Linked DNA regions of Mus musculus: region 1 is linked to region 2. A link is a contact called in public promoter capture Hi-C data. All regions are on one chromosome and are shown on one strand. The core of a region is the stretch at or near the end of the contact, and the rest is flanking DNA. Distances in the headings are between cores, read along the strand shown. Region 1 has its middle 180 kb from the start of Cdyl. Region 2 has its middle 36 kb from the start of Eci2.

Evidence for each region. Capture Hi-C pulls out chosen DNA fragments and counts their contacts.
Region 1: a contact with region 2 is called in a promoter capture Hi-C map of pancreatic islet. The contact joins two enhancer-like sites. A contact is called at or near these places in 4 of 39 promoter capture datasets (the 3T3-L1 cell line, cranial neural crest, hippocampal neurons and 1 more), 1 of 15 datasets of contacts at CTCF or cohesin (large pre-B cells) and 2 of 9 other capture datasets (adipose tissue and pancreatic islet).

Annotation. Positions count from the first base shown.
Region 1 is chr13:35,481,324-35,487,703 of GRCm38.p6, forward strand. No RefSeq gene overlaps it. Among named protein-coding and RNA genes, the nearest start is that of Cdyl, 180 kb to the right of the region's middle. Within about 2 kb of position 5,003, at least 10 of the 459 cell types and tissues checked have an H3K27ac peak or open chromatin away from gene starts, as enhancers often do. A contact at or near this core is called in pancreatic islet, where this site is marked.
Region 2 is chr13:35,027,030-35,034,008 of GRCm38.p6, forward strand. It overlaps a transcript of Eci2 not described here. Among named protein-coding and RNA genes, the nearest start is that of Eci2, 36 kb to the left of the region's middle. Within about 2 kb of position 3,017, at least 9 of the 459 cell types and tissues checked have an H3K27ac peak or open chromatin away from gene starts, as enhancers often do. A contact at or near this core is called in pancreatic islet, where this site is marked.

The sequences.
Region 1 (6,380 bases), core at 3,753-6,252, 460 kb after region 2:
TTTACCCCTCTTCTGAAGAGTAAAGCACTAGACTGCAAAAGGTGAGATGAGCCAGCAAGATGACTCAGCACATCAAAGTGCTCACCACTATGCCTGACTGAGTTGGTGATCCCTGGAACCCACAAGGTGGGAGGAGAGAACCAACTTCCAAAGTCACACACATACAGAAACATAAAAATAAATGTATTTATTTTAAACCACTGGCATAACTTTCTCAAGGTGTCTCATCTCAGGTTGTCTAGTTGACCACTGGCCATGACTCAAGCCCACCTCCTACCACTACCATGGTTCGCCTAGTTGTCACTGCGTCCATTTCAGCTCCCAAGGCCAGAGGGAGCACATCAGGAGATTCACCCCTCTCCAGTAACTCTGAGCTGAAAAACATAAGCTGTGTCATTCTGCCTGAGCATGTGAAACCTCTGATTGCCCCTCCATCGCCTGCTGGTGATCACATCTGTCATGTGTTTTACTTTCATGATATGTGATGTGTACAGTTGAAGCTGTCTCAAGAGATGCTGGGAGCCCAGTGGATGTGCAATGATGAGAAGCATACTGTAACTCAAGATTCCAGTTCAGTCTCTGCTGCAAGCACTCAGAATCGTCACTTAGTCTAGGTTTACACATCGAGTGTCATGCTAAATCCTCAACCTGCTGTCTCACTGGCTCCTCCAGTCACACTACTCAAGCTCCTGCTAAGGGAAGTTGCTCTCTTCCCTTGACAAATCATCTCACTAGCTGCCCAGTGTAACCGCTCCTCCAAATCTCTGCCAGAGCTCCCTAGACTAGGCTGCCAGCTGCCCACTGCAAATCAACAGCAAAGACAAGTCACTATGGGCAGATGACCTATCCAAGCTGTAACAACGGAATTCTCTCCTCCCTAAGACCTGGCCCCAGACAAGACTACCTTGTCGGTTTCTTCACCAGCTCCAGCTTCTCAGCTGACTCCATGCTGGCTTCTGGATGCTTCCGGTCCAAGAGGATGTGCTGATCTCACCCTCCATCTCCCAACACACTTGCACATCCATATACTTGTTGCTGAGAATAAAACAGGATAAAAACATCAAAGTACATCAGAGGTTTTAATAGGTGCTAACGAAACATCTTTCCATACTAATACATGCTACACCACAACAATCCATTCATAAAAATGAAACTGGAAGCATGGGCTAGATTGTGAATTGCGAAATTGTCACTCCCTGACCTTCTGATCCCTAGTACTTCTTGATTCTGCTTCGTAAGAGACCTTTCCAACTCATCAGTACCAAGAATACTAGCCCATTGCCAGAGGCCAGCTCACACCCTGCAAGGGAATGGTGACCACCACAACTTCCTTGACTGCCTTATGATATCTCTAGATCCAGACCCACTTTGGGTGGTATTACTTTCAATATATTTTATGCTTTCTTGGCACGTATTTAGGTAGGGAGAGCAAAGAAAGTGTGGGCAACCTTAGGAGACCCCAAACTCTCCTCTATCTTCAGGACATGGGCCTTTTCTCTCCCCTCAAGGTATCCCTGGTAATTAATATTTTCAGCAAGATTTAAAGTTCTCTCATATTCCTCTTTCCTAAATGGCCTCCTTTGTGGGGAGCCGCACTCACATTTGCCATTATAAGATGGCGCTGACAGCTGTGTTCTAAGTAGTAAATAATCTGCACATGTGCAGGGGCAGTTTTCCCGCCATGTGCTCTGCCTTTCTCGTGATGACAACTGGGCCGATGGACTGCAGCCAATCAGGGAGTGACACGTCCTAGGCGGAGGATAATTCTCCTTAAAAGGGACGGGGTTCTGGCACTCCCTCTCTTCTTCTTCGTCTCCCTCTCTTCGCTTCTTCGCCTCTTCGTCTCTTTCTCTTCGTCTCTTTCCCTCTCTCTGCCTCTCTCTCTGCGTCTCTCTGCCTCTCTTCCTCTCTGCCTCTCTCTACCGAGTTCTTCCTCTCTTGCTCCTGAGTGAGCAATAAAGCTTTGCCGCAGAAGATTCTGGTTTGTTGCGTCTTTCCTGGCCGGTCGCGAACGCGTGTAAGACTCCTTTTTACTTCATTTCTTCTTTCTCGGGGTAATCCACCAGGTCAAAGAAAGAGCTTTGTGGATGGCCTGCTAGACACCAGCCTTTGCTTCCTGCTAACTTTGGGGACCTCATCTTGTCTAGGTGCCATGCTCTCTCTGTCTGATAGGAAGGTGACAGTGGTGTGTCAGGTCTATGGATGGTTAATGAAACCATGTTTGCAACATGCTTAGTACAGTGACTGGCACATCTTAAAGTCTTTCTATGGTATTTGTGATAACTTTTTCAAGCAGAATTCTAGCCATGCATGCTTACATAGATGTTTTTCCTCACATTTGTTACAGGTTTTAGTTACAACCTACAGCAAAGATAGAGAGTGCAGTGCTTCTTTTAAAAGTCTATTTATTTCTTTGTTTATTTTACACTCCATATTTTATCCCCCCTCCGTCCACTCTCCTACTGCTACACATCCCATACCTCCTCCCCCACCTCCCTGTCTCCACATAGATGTCCCCCACCCCCACCCTACCCATCCAACCCCACCTGACCTCTAAACTCTCTGGATCCTCCAGTCTCTTGAGGGTTAGGTGCATCATCTCTGAATGAACACAGACCCTGCAGTTCTCTGCTGTATATGTGTTGGGAGCCTCATATCAGCTGGTGCATGCTGCCTGTTTGGTGGTCCAGTGTTTGAGAGATCTCGGGGATCCAGGTTAATTGAGACTGCTGGTCCTCCAACAGGGTTGCCTTCCTCATCAGCTTCTTTCAGTCTTTCCCTAATTCAACAACAGGGGTCAACTGCTTCTGTCCATTGGTTGGGTGGAACTATTTACATCTGACTCTTTCAGCTGCTAGTTGGGTCTCCAGAGTGCAGTCATGCTAGGTCCCTTTTTGTGAGCACTCTATAGCCTCAGTGATAGTGTCAGGCCTTGGGACCTCCCCTTGAGCTGGATCCCTCTTTGGGCCTGTTGCTGGACCTTCTTTTCCTCACGTTCCTCTCCGTTTCCATCCCTATAATTCTTTCAGACAGGGTCAGAATGGAATACCCCCCTCCCTCATTTGATGCCTTGTCTTCCTGCTGGAGATGGGCTCTATAAGTTCCCTCTCCCTGCTGTCAAGCCTTTCATCTAAGGTCCCTCCCTTTGAGCCCTAAGAGTCTTTCACCTCCCAGGTCCCTGGTGCATTTTGGAGGGTCTCCCCAACCTCCTACCTCCCAATGTTGCCTGTTTCTACTCTTTCTGTTGGGCCTCAGGGCTTCAGTCCTTTTCCTTCACCCAATACCAGATCAGACTCCCCTCTACCCGCTAAACCTGTTTAATAAGCAAGTGAAATTTCTAGATCCACTTACAATTAGAAATAACAAGTTCCCTTGCAGGACATAGAGCTGGTTTAGAAAGGAAAATGTGACCCTGAGAGGTATGGGAATAGTAGAGTTAAGAGGACAGAGTCCTTAGCCAGTTTCTGTGTCTGCAGCATGATGACATTTTATGTGAGGTTTTAATCTTCCTTGTGTCATCTTTGTTTTCTTTCTTCCTTATCATGTGCTTTGCCAAATTCTGTAGGCCCTGTCACCTGCCTTCCTCTGCTTTAGGCCAGGTCCTGGGCTCCCCCTCAGGCCTTTGTCTCCTGAACCATTGCTCCAGCTCTGCTTTCTTTCCCGGCCTCCAGTGTTCAGTTAGCTGTGGGATCTTGCCACCTAGATGTCCTACCAACACCTTCAAGCTAGCAAGAGGAAACAGCCCATCCCCCACCACCGCTCACACTCCTCACACTCTTTCCTATCCTTGCGTCTGGTAAATCCAGCTCCTTTGCCACCACTGGCAACCCTCCTGCTCAGCACCTGGCACCTGCTTTTGAATACTTCTTTGAGCTCTGATGCCCTGTCCCTTCAATTCACCCCACCATTTCTGCATGTCCAGGTCTCAACCTTCACCTATACCAGCCTCTAACACATTCTCTTGTCAGTCCAGTCTATGAGTGGTCCAAGGTGCATTTTTGACCTACAAGACATACCTCTGTTTCACAACCATTCATCTTCCTCATTACTGATGAAACAAAATACTCTGTTCATGGTCCAGGCAGGCAAGGGTCTCATTTAACACCCTCCCTCTAATCGACCACAGTCAAATCAGCATCCCTTCCCCCACTCCCTGAGAATGCTGCTTCCTTTCCCTCTTGTGTTCTCATAGCCTTCTTTCTCAAACCCAATGCCATATCCAACTTGTTTATTCTTCAAACTTAACCAAGTTTCTCCTCTCTCAGGCAGGCTGCCCCCATTTCCCTGACTGAAATGATCCCAGCTTTGCCATCTGTCCATCTGCACAACAAATACCTGAGATAAATCAACTTTTAAGGAGAACAGGTTTATTTAGATTCATGGTTTCAAAGGATCCGTTCATAGTAACTTGTACCTATTCCTTTGGCCAGAGGAAACACAGTCAATCTTGACATCAGTGCTGATGGGGAAGACCCATTTGCTTCCTGGCTTAAAAGGAGGCTAAAAAGGAAGAGCAACGGAGGAGCAAGGGTCCTTTGAGAACACCCCTCACCACCTAATTTCCTTCCTCTAGATTCTACTCAAAGGATTCCACCATTCTAAGCAGCCCCAAGGCTTTGAAATTAAACCTACACCATGAGGGCCTTTGAGGGACACTACTGAGGCAAACTATAGCAAACTCCTAAGAAGAGGGTCTCACTCCCTTGGGCTCCATTGGATGTTTAGAAGAATTTAACACAATGGCCATATACTGACACAAACTATGTGGAGGAATTGTCTCTGGTTGCTGGGGAAAGATAGGTCCTTCCCATCAGACTCACCAGTGAGCTCTGAGACACAGCCAAGCCAGCTGGAATTAGGGGAATGTGCTGTTAGCACAAAGTGGCATGTCTATTAGACTGCAGAAGGCTGGGAGGTTGGTAAGAGCATAGAAGCCTACAGGGAGTGCTGGCTCCACCCCCTGCTGACTGCTGGCAAGTCCCTGGATCCTCTGAGCAGCTGTTTCTTAACCTGTGCAATGAGCAGGGCGGTGGTGCGTAGTTGCTATTGAGAGCTACAGGGGAGAGAATGTGCATGAAAGTGCTTGGCTCAGCGCCTGGCACAGCAAATATTCACAAGCCATGTGACCTCAAGAATATGTGCCATGTAATCCCTTCAATCTAGAACACAGAAAATAATTCCTACCTCATAAGATTATTGCGAAGACTAATGTAAATGGATTAGTATATATAACACTTAAAGCAGTATCTAAAATAGGATTCAAGAGGTATAAGAAGAGATATTGATAACAATAAATATATTGGAGATCAGGAGGGATGCTACATGGAGACAGGGAGTTGGCAACTTCCACTGAAATTGCCATGTGTGTGACCTTTGCCCTAACATATTAATGTGAGAACCAGTGGTATTGTTATAAATGTATTAGTTCATCTCAGGTTTGACTAACACAATAACTGGTGATCCTTGTCAGGAGTCATCAAATGTGTCTGTGGCAGATCTGAGATCAGATATTTTAGGTTTCTAGGCCACACGTCAAGATTGTTCAGCTTGCCATAGGATTGCAGAAAGTGTCCATACAAAGTATGTTAACGAGGAGGCTTGGCTGTTTTTACAAGACAGGCAAGAGACCAGGATTGCTCAATATACTGTAGTCAACTGAACCTGTCTCTGTGCAGTTGTTAAGTTAGCAAGCCAGGAATGAGCAAACAAAAGGTCAAAATGAGGTTGTCCATTTCTGGTCCTCCATTTCTCTTTATGTAATAAAGGATTCCCTCACTCAGGTAAGGGAGCAGAATTCTCCTCCACCCATCCCTTCTATTCAGAGAACACCTGGGCTTGGAGACAGAAGGGGAACTGGATGCTACTGGCAATATCAAGGCTGATTGCATCACAAGGAGCCGGGAGACCCACTTCCTGGATGCTCAGGGTAGTCCTGAACCTGCAACAGCAGTGATACCTGGGAGTCCATGGGCAACTCGTAATAGCGGGAACCACACACATCAGTGCTGTGAGAGTCTACCTAACAGATGGATGCTTTACTTCAGCGATACTAGCAAAGCACTTAACTCCTTTCACCCCTTTCTAAAGTATTAAACTACAGTGGGTAGGGCTGGTACCTCTGCTCCTTGACCACTGAAGGTGGTCATCAACCCTTCTATTTACAGAAATAACAAAACTCTCTTTCAGCTACATCTTCCTTGGATTGGGGTGAGCTAAAGTGGATCCTTCAGCCTGCCCTAACCAGCACCATCCTTGCATGTGGAACCTTTTCTACAAGGGAGTCAGCATGCAGTTTGCCTCTCACATCCCCAGTATGGGAGTCCTTTGGTCTTTTCCTTCACAGGCAGCTCAGACTTCTTGGGAGTTTTTCCAGGTTTCCT
Region 2 (6,979 bases), core at 1,767-4,266:
CGACGGATTTGAAGCCAAGACGAAAATCCCCACACTCTTCACCGGAAAAACACAAAAGGGGAGTCGTCTTCCCTCCCCAAGCCCCTCCCCAAACCAATGGTCAGAAGTCACGTAGTCCTTCTGCTGCCACCTGGTGATGTCACATAGCAACTACATGGTGTAGGGGAAAGTTTTAACATCAGCAAAAGAAGTCTGTAATTCTCTTCTAAGGCTCTAGTTTTACTAAAATTAAAGATCATTAACATCATAAAAACTTAAAAGATCTGCCTTTTAATGACTTTGTCTTTACTTTCAAACCTCTAAAAACTATATAACGGGAGATAAGGCAAAAAGAGGGGAAAGGTCTAAATGGGGGTTGGATGGGTGGGTGGGAAGGGCAGATAAATAATACTAAAGATGTTTGAAAAAGCCATGTGGAAGCCTAGTATTTGATAAGCATTCGAAATATTTATCTGCATATGTCCCTATACTTAAAAGTTTAAGTATACATAAACTTACATAGAGGATAATGCTTCACTTGAGGGCCACAAATTTCCAAACCAGGTGTGGGACAGTACCTATGGATCTGACCAAGAAGGAGGTGTCCTGGGCACCTCCAGAACATAGCAGGTTTCTGCCGGAGTCTGAGTTTGATTTATCTCTGAGTCCACTGTATCAATACCAGGCTGCAACAATAGGTGCTTAGTAAATCCCTAGGAATGTGTTGGAGACAGGGCTGACACACTGTATGGTCTCTTTTAGGGGTGCCACAGATGGTTTGGGGTTTGATTGAACTTTTTTGGTGAGATCTCTCCCTGCCATTCTTCCAAATTAACTGCAGCATCGTTTGAAGCCTGTATCTTGCAGACTGGGGTTGGTACAGGAAGTAGGGAAGGCTCTGAGAGAACCACTCACTGTCAGGCTGTTGCTGTCGGCTTGTCTCCATCTTTCCTTCTGCACCACACACAGATGGCAGGTTCCAGAAACTGCTGGAATTAAGGTGATGGAAATAGGTGCAGCTCTTAAGGACAAGTGTCTGAACAAAACTGATGAAAAAGAACATGGACATGTTGGTCAGGGATCTCGAGAAAAATAGAATCAACTGAAGAGAGATGGAAGAGAGAGATTAAACATTACCTATTTTCTCATACAATATATTTTGATTATATTGTTTTCCCTTCCCTGACTGCTCCCATATCCTTCCCACCTTGCTACCCACACAACTTCATAGTCTTTTTCTTTTTTGTAAAGAAAAAAAAGCAGAAAAATCCAGCAAAAATGAAGATAAAAACAGACAAACCAACAACACCCCCCAAATAGTAAGACAAAAAAAAAAAAAGCACAAACAAACCCCAGCAAGTCTATTTTGTGGTAGCCAGCTACTTTTGGGCTTGCGACCTGCCCTGGTATGTGATTGATATACCCAGTGATGCTCCATTGGAAAAAAAAAAAACTGATTTTCCCTTATTCAGCAGTTACAATAGCAAGTAGCTTCTTGGTTAAGGGTGGGATTTTGTGTTGCCACTTCCCCTTCTCAGTGCTGACATTTTATCTGGTTCAAATCTGTGCAGGTTTTGGTGTGTTGCCCCAATCTCTGTTCCTTCATGTGTACATCAATGCTGTTGAACCTGAAAGATGCAGTTCTTGGAGTCATCTGCCACCTCTGGCTCTTACACTCTTTCTGTCTCCTCTTCACTTGGATCAGTGGTTTTAACCTATGGGTCCCGACCCCTTCGGGAGTTGCCTATCAGATATCCTGCTTATCAGATATTTCCGTTACGATCTATAACACTAGCAAAATTAATTATGAAGTAGGGACAAAATAATTATAAGCGTGGTGGGTCACCACAACATGAGAAACTATATTAAAAGTTTGCAGCATTATGACGGTTGAGAACCACTGTATTAGACCCTTGAACCTTGAGGGGAAGAGTTTAATAAAGACATCCCATTTGGGACTGGGTGCTCCAAAGTACCTTATTTATCTACCCATTGTGCATTTGTGGGTCTCTGTTAATTACCATTTTTTTTTTTTTTGATACGGGTTGAATGATGCTCTGATCTCTGAGGCTTTTGTTTGGCATCCTGAGTTTTTCATTTGGAATTTTATGTCAGTTTGGACTTTTTTTTTAGTGACTTTATGTCTTTATTTAATGCTACTTTCAGGTCTTGAATCGTTTCCACTGTCTTATTCAACTGTTTGTGGTTTAGTGGTTTTCACCGAGACATCTCTTCATATCATCTTGAAGGTCTTTGAACATACTCCTAATTATTATTTTTGAAGACTCTTGGGGCCTAATGCAATAGGTTTGCTGGCTTCTGGAGGAGGCATATTGTCTTGGTTGTTCATGTTTGTGTGTTTCTGGAGTTACGATGTTATAAGCATTTCTTGGTGTAGATACTGGGTCTTATCTTTGCTGGGTGAGTGTTCTGAAATTTGTGGCTGTTGCCTACTCTGTCCTGGCCAAGTGTGGCAGCTCTGGAGTCCCTGTTGCTGTTCTGCAGATTGTTGGGAGTCACAAAGGAATGGGCTAGAAGGAATAGCTGAGAGGGGTAGGTAGCAGGGAATAACTAAGGGGACCCTGGGTCCACACCAAGAGGCTGAGTCTTACCTGAGTCCCAGCCTCAGAATGGCAGCTAGGAGTCTCTGGTAGAGAGAGTTCTCCAGCTCCACAGAATCACAAAGGACTATAAGCAAAGGCTGAAAGGGGCCACCAGGAAAAACTAGGGGAAGTTTCTGAGATAGATTTTGTTTTATTAAGCAATTAGCCACCTGTTAGAGGATTTTTCAAGAGTAAAGTTCAAACGAGCCCTGGAGGCTGAAGACCTCGGGAATTTCAGTTTGAATTTAAGGTGGGCTTCTGGCAGAATTTTTTCTGACACAGGAGACTTGCCTCTGTCTTGGCTTTAATAGTTCTTTCAACTGATTAACTGAGGTTCACTCCCATTATTTACTTTCCTGGGAGTCGATGAATCTAAATTAGTGTTCACCTCATTAAAAACAACTCCACAGGGACATCCAGCATCGTGTTTGACCTAATGTTTGGATACCGTAGGCCAGTCAAGAAAATTAACCATCCCAGCAAGGTATGTAGGAGGGAAGCACCTTAGGAGGTCTGTTTTTATAGCTGTCATGGAAATGTGGGCTTCTTGTTAGACAGGAGCAGATTATCCGTACGTGGAGCCTGCGCTCTCTTCCTGCAGCCCAGCAACTGGGAGGGCTTTGTTTCATAGCTGACATCTTTGTTTTATTGTCACTAGTTGAAAACTATTCTCCATTAGTTTATGCTCAGCAATATAACACACACACACACATTTCTGCAGATATGTTTATGTTTAAATATAAATATACTTATTTGATAGGAATAAATTAAATAAAATTGTAGAGGGATTTTTTTTTTTAAATTCCATATGTGGTGGTTTAAATGTGCTTGGCCTAGAAAGTGGCACCATTAGGAGGTGTGGCCTTGTTGGAACATTTCTATAAGAGTTGAAATATTCAGTTTGGGAATTCCAAAAACATGACCTCAGGAGTATAATAATAATTAAAATCCAACTTTATTTTCTGTCCAGTGCTAACTTTAGGTCAGATAGTAAAAGGGGAAGTTTACATAAGCAAGCACACACCTACATTTATGCAGCAGCATTTTATCTCCCTGTACTGTATATCTTTGTTCATTTGCTTATACTAGACAGTGACTCTTTAACAAGGGGGAATTGCCATGAAGTGTTTATAATGAATAAGAAAGACCTGGTGCTGCCAGATTCAACAGGTCCCAAACTGAGCTCACTTTTGAGCCCAGCTCATCTTTGCTCCAACCCCGCATATGCTTAGTCATCAAGGTATACGTCTTTTGGTGGCCTTAGGAAGCCCCCTTTCTCCTATTTCCCATAGCAGGCCATAGTTCTTAGAAGAAACCACATTTATACTGAAGGTTCTGCAGGTTAACTGGCCAGGAAGTCAGAATTATGAGCAGATGGAAAGTTGCATATGGGGCCAGATATCTTCATCTCTCTTTAGCCCTCTTAATGGTCATTTGCTACCACCAACCTATGAATCAGACCTAACATCTTTGTGATGTCAAGTAAAACTTTTGGGCTGTATTGTAAATTTAGCAGACCATTAGCTTCCACCAAACCCAAGTTAAGAACGCCACAAGATGGCACCTGAAACCTACAGAAGAAATCCCTGATATTCTGTTATAACCACACCTACCTGATGTGCCCACTACGGCATCTATTACGTACATTGACTAACAACTTTCTTTAGTTCCAGGTCTATAAATGTTCAAGTTTTCTCCCTTAGTGGAGCATACCATCCAGGGCAACCTGAATCAGGGTGCCCATGCTATAGCCATCTTTGGCTCAGGATAAACCATTTCTTATTCCTGTTAGAGGACGAGCTATGTTTTTCACTGATACCGTGTCTAGCCATCAAATCCTAGGGTTCCTCCTTCATAGTTCTTGCCACTTACCCAAGCTCCTTATCACTCATGCCCTGAGTCCACAGTAACTCTGAACAAGGTCTGTCTATCTCCTAGCCAACGCTGATTCTGCCAGGCTACCCTCGAGAAATGTACATTTCATCAAGTTACTTCTTGTCATCAACCTCTTCAGTGTGGCCCAGAAGGTGCCTTGCAGCTGGTTCTTGTCTATTCCCCTTAATCTTGTCCCCATTCACATTGGCCCTTTGCTGTTGTCATATAATCAACCTGCTTTCTATAAAGTCACAGAGCTCTCACCTCCCCTCACTTACCTGGTTTCTGGCCAGATGTTTCTTAGTCTGTAGTCACCAGCTGCTGCTCTTTATTCTTCAGAGCCTGTGTTCTCTCCAACCTCTGGGTGCTGAGGCTGTGATTATGTCAGCTGTAGGCTCTGCTCTCCACTGCCCCAGGAGGACGGGCATGGCTCTGCATAGCCTCCTGGCTTCTTCAGAGGTGGGCCCTTCAGAGGTGCTCATTGTGGAGGGGATCTGGCCTTATGAATGAATTAATGTCGTTTTTCTCAAGGCAATGGCTATCTTGGGAGTTTTACTCCCTCTTCCTGCTTCTACCTACTACCTAGCCGCCGTTGTCCTGACATATGAAGCCTTCCATTATATTCCTTATGTTTTACATCTCCAGGGCCTCACCAAAAGCTGAGCATCTTCTGGCACCACCAACATGAATTTCTAGATCCGTGACCCCAAGCGAACCTCTTTTCATTATAGATCACCCATTTACCATTTCTCCGACATGGTAACAGAAACTGGAGTAAAACAGTCAGATCCTCTATTTAGAATATAAAAATCCCAATTAACCCACCTTTCCCCCTCTGTAGCAAAGCTTCTTGAAGGCTCTCAACAACCTATCTTGAGAGATAGCTCTTCTCCTTCATTCCCGAGGGCAGAGAGCATGAACTGCTTTCCTCCACTTGGGTCACAGGCTTCTCTGCAGTCCAAGTATGTCAATAGCCTGAGGCTGGATGCCTGGCAGTGTCTTTGTCTCATGACTGTCATGTGATAGACACCTACTACGTCCGTTTACTGAAAATAAACTGAGGGCTTGGGAAGCACTGTATAGAAATCAGAAAAATAGATATTTTTAGGATGCAAATAAAAATAATTTCAATGAATACCTTAAAATCTATAAAAATTCTCCACCTCAAACAACATAAATAGAATACATTTTCCCCCTTTTGAAGGCTCTTAATATTGCTGGGTGTTCTGAGCAGACAGGGAATGTCACCCTTGAGACATCATCAAGAGGCCCCGGGAGCTGCCTTATGGTTGCTGGAGTGTGGTCTTTTCCCTTTTGCTGCAGTACCAACATTTCATGTATATGTTTCTTCGGTGCATTGTTAAAGAAATACCTGCTGAGGGCTTGCCACTTGGCAGCCCCTGGGCTGAGCACTAGCAAGCACACCACAGTTACGTTCTAAAGGGAAGTCGAGGTGTACCAGTGAGAAATGATTTGAGGAGAGATGTGTGTGCTGGAGGCTTAGATCGCCTGCAGGGTTCCTGATCTACACGGGAGCAGAGAACTTTTGTTTCTTTATGTATATCCTTGATAGACAAATGGACACTTTCCAGATGAAGAGGAAGGATGTATGTGAGGTCTGTGTGTGTATGTGTGTGTGTGTAGTATATATGTACTGTGTGTAGTATGTATATGTTTGAAGTATGTGAGTGTGTATGTATGCATAGTATGTGTGTGTAGTGTGCACAGTCTGTTGGGTATACTGTTCCATCATTCTTGGCCTTGTTCCCTTGAGATTGGGTTTTTCAACCTAGAGTCCAGTATTTTGACTAATTAGCTAGAACAAATGATCCTCTTGTCTCTGTCCCCCCCTCCCCCCCACTACTCTCTTACAATTTTGTTTGTGTGGCCAAACCCAGACCTTTAAAAAGCAAAACCAAAACCAACTCTGTGGGGCAGGAGAGCCGTGGGACAGGGAATAGGGTGAGAGTGAGGGGTGGAGGGGTCAGGACGTGGGGGATGGAGGAGGTGGGGGTTGGGAGAGGTGGAGGGCATGGGAGAGCAGACTAGAGCAAGAGTGGGGTTGATGTGTGTCTTGAAATACATCAGCAGGCTCTGCTGCCCCGGGCCTGCATGCTCTGGTACACAGCCCTGTGCCCCCACCTCTGTATACTCTGGAGGAGGTTATAAACACCCCCCATCCTGTAGCCAGGTTAAACTTCCTCTCATAAGATCACATCAGGACAGCACCCAGAGTTCCTCCTTATGCAAAAGATGCGTCCCCAGTGCCCTTACTCTGAAAGCCCCTATCCATTCCCAAAAGGTATAAGTAGCCTTCAGTCACATGATTAAATGAGCTATCTCGCTGAAGCCTCTCCTATGAGTCTGACATTACACTCATGGCCACCTGAGACCTCTGTCGCTCCTTGCAGTTCCTGCCTTGCTTTTCCTCTCAGGACTTGCTGGTCTCAATTTTAGGTGATTGCACCAGGATGGGCAGGGAAGCAGAGCCAGAATGACATACACCCCTCCCCCCACCCCTG